Linked DNA regions of Mus musculus: region 2 is linked to region 1. The links are chromatin contacts, called in public Micro-C maps. All regions are on one chromosome and are shown on one strand. Each heading gives the region's core, a stretch centred on a gene start, on an enhancer-like site or on the middle of the called end of the contact. The rest is flanking DNA. Distances are from core to core; before and after follow the strand shown. Region 1 has its middle 24 kb from the start of Il6st. Region 2 holds the start of Ddx4 (DEAD box helicase 4).

Region 1 (3,587 bases), core at 620-3,119:
TTAGAGTTAATCCCACAATAAAACATCTTGACATGACTCTCTGCTTGTCCAGTATCTTTACAATCCAGTCTTAGAACATGAATAATTGGCTCAATATTGGAGCAGTTGTTTGTACCAGATACTTCACCACCTGGAAGTTGAATTGTCATATCTTTTGTAGTCTGTTTTGAGTTTTTCCTAAGAGATCTATTTGTTTGTTTATTTGTTTATGTTTGGCCTCAAACCAATGCTACCTTAATTTCTTTTTGGTGCTTCCAGCTTTTCTCTTCCAGTATTTCTCTTACTATGTTTAATGCTTAATTTTTCATCTATTTTAACATCATTATCACAGGTTCATAAAACCATCTTTTCAATTAGATTTGGATCAAATTTATAGACTGTGTTTTAGAAATATATATTCCTTCAATTATTATAATTATGTTGTTAGATTTTTTTTTTACAATTTCTCTATTGTTTATGTGCCTAAATTCATGTAGATCTTGCTTAGGTCATTTCTACTGGTTTTTAATATTTTTGAATCACAAATGAGTATTTCTTCTGTATCATACAACTTTTCTGATTGAGGTGGTATAAATAAAAAATGTTGTGTTTAATAAGAAAGAAAGAAAGAAAGAAAGAAAGAAAGAAAGAAAGAAAGAAAGAAAGAAAGGAAGGAAGGAAGGAAGGAAGGAAGGAAGAGCAAGAGCGAGCCAGGACATGTTTGGTAGAAGCTAGGTATGGTGAGGTGGAAGGGGGTGCCTCTGGGGGTCCATGCTAAGACAACTCTTTCCTCTGAGGGACTAGAAATACGGTGGATAGAGTATGGAATAGAGTATGGAATAGAGTTTAGTTAGGGCATGAGAAGGGGAGTTGAAGAGGAGTAGAAATGGGGGGGGGGGAGGCACAGGGGGGCGGGGGGATGGGAAGGGGAGAGAAAGGGAGTAGGGACAGGGAAGAGAGGACGAGTGAGGAGGAGACAAACAGCCGGTTTTATAGTGAGTCAGACACACCTGACTGTTGCCCAGTAACTGTAGGGCAAAGCCTAGAAGGAATGCTAACAAAAATGGCCCCCACAGGCTCATAGGGAGAGACACTATTAGGTGTAGCCTTGTTGAAGTAGGTATAGCTTTGTTAGAGGAAATGTGTCACTGGGGGGTGGGCTTTGAGACCTTAGAAGTTTAAGGCAGGCCGAGTGGTTCATTGTCTTTTCCTACTGCCTGTGGATTCAGATGTAGAATTCTCAACTCCTCCAGCACCACGTCTGTCACCGTGCTTCCCGCCACGATGATAGTGGCCTAAACTCGGAACTAAAAGCCAGACCCAGTTGAATGCTTTTCTTTATAAGAGTTGCCGTGGCCATGAGCTCTCTTTACAGCAATAGAACCCTAACTAAAACACTCATATATGATACACGTATTAGTTACTGCATATTTTGTATTACTGTGTACTGTGTAACTTTCTTTGTATTACCAAAAGCTTTATAACTGGAGCGGCTGGGTTTTCTAAGTGGATAATCTGGATAACCTGGTAGTGATCTAAACTCTTCCAAACCGTTCTATCTCATTTCTGTTCCGGGGATACTGGTTGTTGCTGAAATGCATAAAAAATGCAAAATCACTCATTCCCCTCTGGATCCTTCAACAAAAAGAGTTAACCAATGTAAAGGCTGAGACAAAGGAGGGCGGAGTAGGAGTTGTTGCCTATCTGGGAAGGGCTGAAGGAAATGCCTGGGGCTGCACTGTTTCTTCTGTCCTGGTCCCCGGCCAGGAGCTTGCCCAAGATAGCTGTGGGCTGAACTGATTTTTTGTGGTCAGTGATCTGCCACCTTTGCTCACCCAGTTCCCCTTCTCTCTGCCTAAGCCACCGTCTTTGTCTTCCTCAGCACTTACTGGGGCAAGGGCCACGCCCCCTCCTCACTTACTGGGGCAAGGGCCACGCCCCCTCCTCGCTTACTGGGGCAAGGGCCACGCCCACATCCTCTATTTGGGAGAGAAAAGTTGCAAAGTAGCGGCTCACCCCAGTGAGAACTTATTCATCTCTCTGAGAAGTCAGACCGTGACTTCTCCATCTTCCCTGTTATCCACAGCAACTCTCACTAACGGCTCTTCTAATAGCTTCCTGAATGCCGCTTCCTCTTCTATTAAGTTCGCAGATTAATGTTTAATGTAAACCGGGATGCACTTCTTTAATGAAGACTTTCAGAACTCTAGTAGTTGGAATAAAACTCCAGCTCTGCCTGGCCTGGAGTCTGTCCTTTCCACTCCCTCTTCTACTGATTCTTTGTTATTTCTTCCAGGCTCGTGCGTTTCCCTTCCCTATAACATAGCAAGAGCGCTTCAACCCCGGGGGCTTCTAGATTGCAGTTTCCTCTTTCCCTCTCTCTTAGCACGTGTGTGCAGCTGGTGGCACCCAGGCTTCCTTTCTGTTATCTGTATCTTGATCCTGGCCGCTCTCAGCACATCCTGTTTCTTTTCTTCAGGGAATTTGCAATCATCTATGATAATCTCGGTTATCTGCCCACTTAGTAAGTCTCTTTGCCTTCGGGGATGGCGACTCTAGAGTGGTTGGAATTGTTGCTTCCTTCTGAATTCCTGAATCCCTGGAACCACACATGGAGGTCACAAAAATTCCTGTTTTAGACTGTTAACTCTGGTTTTCTTTCGGTTGCTATGAGACAGCATTCTGATTCAAAGCAATTCAGTGGGGGTGGGGTGGGGGCGGGGAGGATGCATTTCTGCTTACAGGTTACAGCCCATCCTTTTGGGGAGTCAGGAAGAGGACTCAAGTAGAAACTTGAAACGTGGACAAAAAGTGCTTGCTGGCTGGATCTCTCAGGCGCATGCTTAGCTGGCTTTCTTATACAGCCAACGACCACATGCCCATGGAATTTGGTGCGCTGGGCCCTCCTAGCAATTAACGATCTGATAAACTTTTCCTGGTATCCATCAGCAGGACAGGCAGGGCTGGACAATCCAGGATGACTTGACTTGCAAGCCTGACGTTTGAAGTTTGATAGGGTTGGTTAGAAGTTTGGGTTCGGCCAAGGCTGCCATCCCTAGCATGGTGGTGGTAAAGAGCACTTATTTCTCTCATCTGGTAGCACATGACTTTTAGAGAGAAAGCCTTAAAAAACCTAGATAACAGACACTTGGAGAAATATCTAGTTTACTTTTAGGATCAAGTGAGAATTTTCTAGAAGACCACGGTCATAAAAGAAGGTACTGAGGTTTGTTCATGCCGAATCTTGATTCCTTAATGTGTCAAGGTCGGGGGTGGGGCATTTTCTAGGTGATGAAGTCATGGAGCATCGAGCTCACAAGCAAGTTTCTGTCTTTTCTCAAGAGACTGAGTTATATCTCTCTAGACTAAATTAGACCTCTGTGAACTAGAGCGAGTCTCACGTGGCTAGACCAGTCACCACAAGAATGAGTTACTATAATGCAAACTCACCCATTACTCTCTTCTTCTTCGTATCAGCTCAGGACCTTCATTCATGTTGCACAGACAACCTTCCAATCACAGTTGCCTAATATCAAATTATTCTGCCAACGGGACTATGAACTAAAGCTGAGCTTCTCTAACTATAGGTTGTGACCTCATCTGCGGTC
Region 2 (3,587 bases), core at 501-3,000, 210 kb before region 1:
TGACCTGCACTCAATGAATTCTCAGCCAAACTCTAGTGATGTCCTCCCCATTCAAAAGCTTCAACCTTCTAGTCTTTATTTTAAAAAATGTTATTATTACATTTATTTATTCTGTGGTGTGTGTGTGTGAGAGAGAGGATGGGAGCAGGTGTGTGTGTGTGTGTCGGTGTGTTTGTTAAATCAGAACATGAGTGTGTGTGTAAGACAGAGACGGGGTGAGTGTGTGTGTGTGTGTGTGTGTGTGTGTGTGTCAGTGGATAAGTTGTAGAAGTCAGTTCTTTCCTTCCCTTACTCGGACCTCAGGGATCAAACTCAAGTTCTCAGGTTGCCAGGTACATGTCACCTGTCTTTGCTTTATTATTATTTAGTTCTGGCTTTTGAGCCTAAGTGTTATGTTACATAGGTTGACCTTGAATTAGCTATGCACTGAGGTCCTGATCCTCCTGCCTTTATCTTCCAAGTAATGGTTACAGGAATGGGCCACTGGACCTAGCAAGTGAACCTACCTGGTCACTCCAAAAATGCACAGCAAAGAATATACGTTTAAAAATAGGTTCATTTTAGGAAGTTTGTCCACATTTTAAATGACAGTTCTGTTAAAGTATACTGTGTTTTGTCCTTTGTTAAATGTGACTTTTAAAAGCAATTCACCTTAATAGCCTGGGCGACTACAGTGCTCACTGTATAAATGCTAGTGTGTTTTTGGTGCTGAAACAGAAAGGTGGCTCTAGAAAGCTGGAGTTCCTCATCTTTAAGTTCCAGACTGAGATATCTAGAACTTCTTCAAAAATCCAGGGAAAGGAAAGCGATGGAAGTGAAAATAAAAACAAGAACATGCTTTACATATATTTGATTGTGATCCCTTTGGCGGGTACTAGGAAAACCACGGATGGAATTTTCCTTCTTGAAAGAGGTGAGGAGCAGGCAGAATGTGAACATCTACTTAATGAGCTGAACTGGCCGGTGCCCTCAGAATTGTAAACAGGTTCACCACAAATCCAGGCCTTGGCAAACAGACCAAGTCTTCCTCTCTTCGGTTTTCTTTTTACAGACTGGCTTTCTTGACAACTTCAAGATGGAGTCTCATCCTTGCCCTTTTTATGGAGAGGAGAAGCATTGCTTCTAGTTGGTTTTAGTAGAGGAGTGAAGTGCATTTCTCAGATACAAAGAGAGCACTTGAGACGTTCAGACTCAGAATGGCCAAGCCTGGCACTTTGGGAGGTCAAGAGGAGGCTGGAACGGCTGGGAGAGAAAGCAATTAGATGTTCCACCCCTTTGGTTTTTCTCCAGACAGGGTTTCTCTGTGTAGCCCTGACTGTCCTGAAGTTTGCTCTGTAGACCAGGCTGGCCTCCACCCAGGGATTTGCCTGCCTCTGCCTCCCCGAGCCCCAGATTTTTATTTTTATTTATTTATATATCTATTTTAACTTTTGAATGAACACAATGGAATTGATGAGCCCTTGGAGAGAGAAACGGGATGTCGTGCGTGGCAGCCCCGGGGATCAGCTCACTCCCACAGGCCTCACAGGCCATGGAGCCAAGAGGCCTCCCTGCCTCGGCCTCGGCCTCGGCCTCAACAAAGGTGGAGAACGCGCAGGCCGTCCGTCCATGGGGCGGGAAGTCGCGCGCCGCGGCCGCTGATTGGCTGGCGGGCCCGGTCGCCTGATGCTATTTGTTGTCCCCGCGCCAATGACGCAGTCGGCGTCCCGGCGTCCGCCCGCACGTGCAGCCGTTTAAGCCGCGTCGGCCGGCCGCGAGGAGCCCGGGGAGCCTGGAGCGGAGAGGTGAGTGGGCCGGCGGCCTCCTCTGCCTTCCAAGCCTGGCCCTGGCCGCCCTCGCCAGGCCCCGCTGGCCTTGTGGGCAGACGCCGGCCGGAGGCTGCGCCCGTGGGCCTGCCGGGGTGGTGGGCCTTGAGGTCGGCCCGCTGGGGCCTTCCCGCCGCCGCCGCCCCGTGGCTTCGTGCGGAGCGGAGCGCGGGTGTGAAGGCCTGAGGCCTGCAGGGGAGGGAGGCCCAGGGAAACCTGCAGCTCAGCGCCTGGGCGGCCATTTCTCCGAAGAAACGGTGTTGGCGGTGCTCGGGAAGCGCTTGGCCCTACGGCGAAGGAATTGGGGGGCCCGACTCAGGACAATTTCCCCGCCCCCCTAAGCCTCCAAGGCCTCAACATCCTGTCTACCAACATCCTGTGTACCATGGCGGGGCCACAGTGGGAAATACCTTGAATATTATCTCAGAAACCACCCGCCCACCTCATACGCAGAAAGCCATTTGGGAATCCTTTCGGGCAGAACCAACAGATTTTGGGGGGCAAATTGGCACCCCTGGGAATGTGGGGATTGCTTGAATTGCTTGATTCACCAAGCCTATGAAACATAAAAGTGCTGGCTATAAAGATCACCCTTAGGCAAGACGGTAAAGGCTTTGGGGGGGTGGTTAGTTTAGTAGTTGCACGTGGTGAGAAGGGACAAAAATATATTTATATATATATATAAATGTGGTGGTCGCGAACCCTAATGCTTCATTTACTATGTCTTTGACCTAGAGCACAGCCCCATAGTTGAAAGATAGCAATTCTGATGTGTGCATGGTCAAAAGTATCTTTTCTTCTTCTTTTTTTTTTTTTTTTTTTTTTTTTTTTTTTAGGAACCTGAAGCTATCATGGGAGATGAAGATTGGGAGGCAGAAATACTCAAACCTCACGTGTCTTCCTATGTTCCTGTATTTGAGAAGGTAATACAACTTACAGAGTTATTAAAAGGTGTGGATTTTTATCAGTTAATAAACTGGTGAGGAAGTTGTAAATTTTTATAGCCTGTTTCAGTGTTTATCTGCATGTGATTTTTTTACCTATCTTTTATGGGGAATGAGAAAGGCAGGCTGAGCTTCCAGTTGGAATTTGATAGTAACAAGCAAAAGCTGTACTACCAGTGTAATTCAAATCGCAATGATTTGAGACTTAGAGGCGAACACAGATTTGTACAATTCTGTTTGAAAGTCTTGACAGATAAGTTGTATATAGAAAATATTGAAAGTAGTGATTTGATTTTGGGTGGTACTTTGAATTCTGAAAAGTAATTTTACATAAGGAGCTCAATGAGAATATACTAGACTATAGAATTAGTAGATTAGATTTTCTGAACGGCCTTTGGGGAGTTAAAATTATAACTCAAGAAGGAGCTTTGGGGTTTCATCTTTTAATGGAATGTATTTTATAATCTACTGGTTTTTGCAGAAGTTCCCTCACATTCAGAATTCCCATTTTATGTGGACATCAGTTCTGATTCTAAGTGATGATCTTGTGGAAGCGCTTATTTTATAACAAAAGAAAACATTTAGTGATTTGATTTAATTGGAGTTGATTGATATGTGGGCTTTGAATTCAAATACCTCAAATAATAATCTGACTGGGTAATATTTCTTGGCTTGGAATTTATTCTAGGTCTAGCACCTTTAATATGTTATCTTTTAATAGTTCTCTTTACATCATAAAAATAACATCTTTTGGAAGACAAATTACCTAAAAGTCTTGCTCTCCCATTATATACTTAGTATTTACTCTTCAAAAAATGTACACAGTTTTAGTGATAGT

Evidence for each region. Hi-C and Micro-C count contacts between places; a contact is called where the count stands out from the background.
Region 2: a contact with region 1 is called in a Micro-C map of embryonic stem cells, with 3 times the contacts expected there. The contact joins the promoter of Ddx4 here to the enhancer-like site in region 1. A contact is called at or near these places in 7 of 39 promoter capture datasets (3T3-L1-derived adipocytes, embryonic stem cells, hippocampal neurons and 3 more), 2 of 484 Hi-C or Micro-C datasets (embryonic stem cells and pre-B cells), 1 of 115 datasets of contacts at active chromatin or transcription factors (bone marrow-derived macrophages) and 1 of 9 other capture datasets (pancreatic islet).

The regions. Positions count from the first base shown.
Region 1 is chr13:112,438,408-112,441,994 of GRCm38.p6, reverse strand. No RefSeq gene overlaps it. Among named protein-coding and RNA genes, the nearest start is that of Il6st, 24 kb to the left of the region's middle. Within about 2 kb of position 1,869, at least 185 of the 459 cell types and tissues checked have an H3K27ac peak or open chromatin away from gene starts, as enhancers often do. A contact at or near this core is called in bone marrow-derived macrophages, embryonic stem cells, liver and 2 more, where this site is marked.
Region 2 is chr13:112,650,473-112,654,059 of GRCm38.p6, reverse strand. It overlaps Ddx4 (DEAD box helicase 4), which reads left to right and starts at 1,750. Exons shown (of 22, transcript NM_001145885.1): 1 at 1,750-1,784; 2 at 2,642-2,728. The coding sequence starts at 2,657.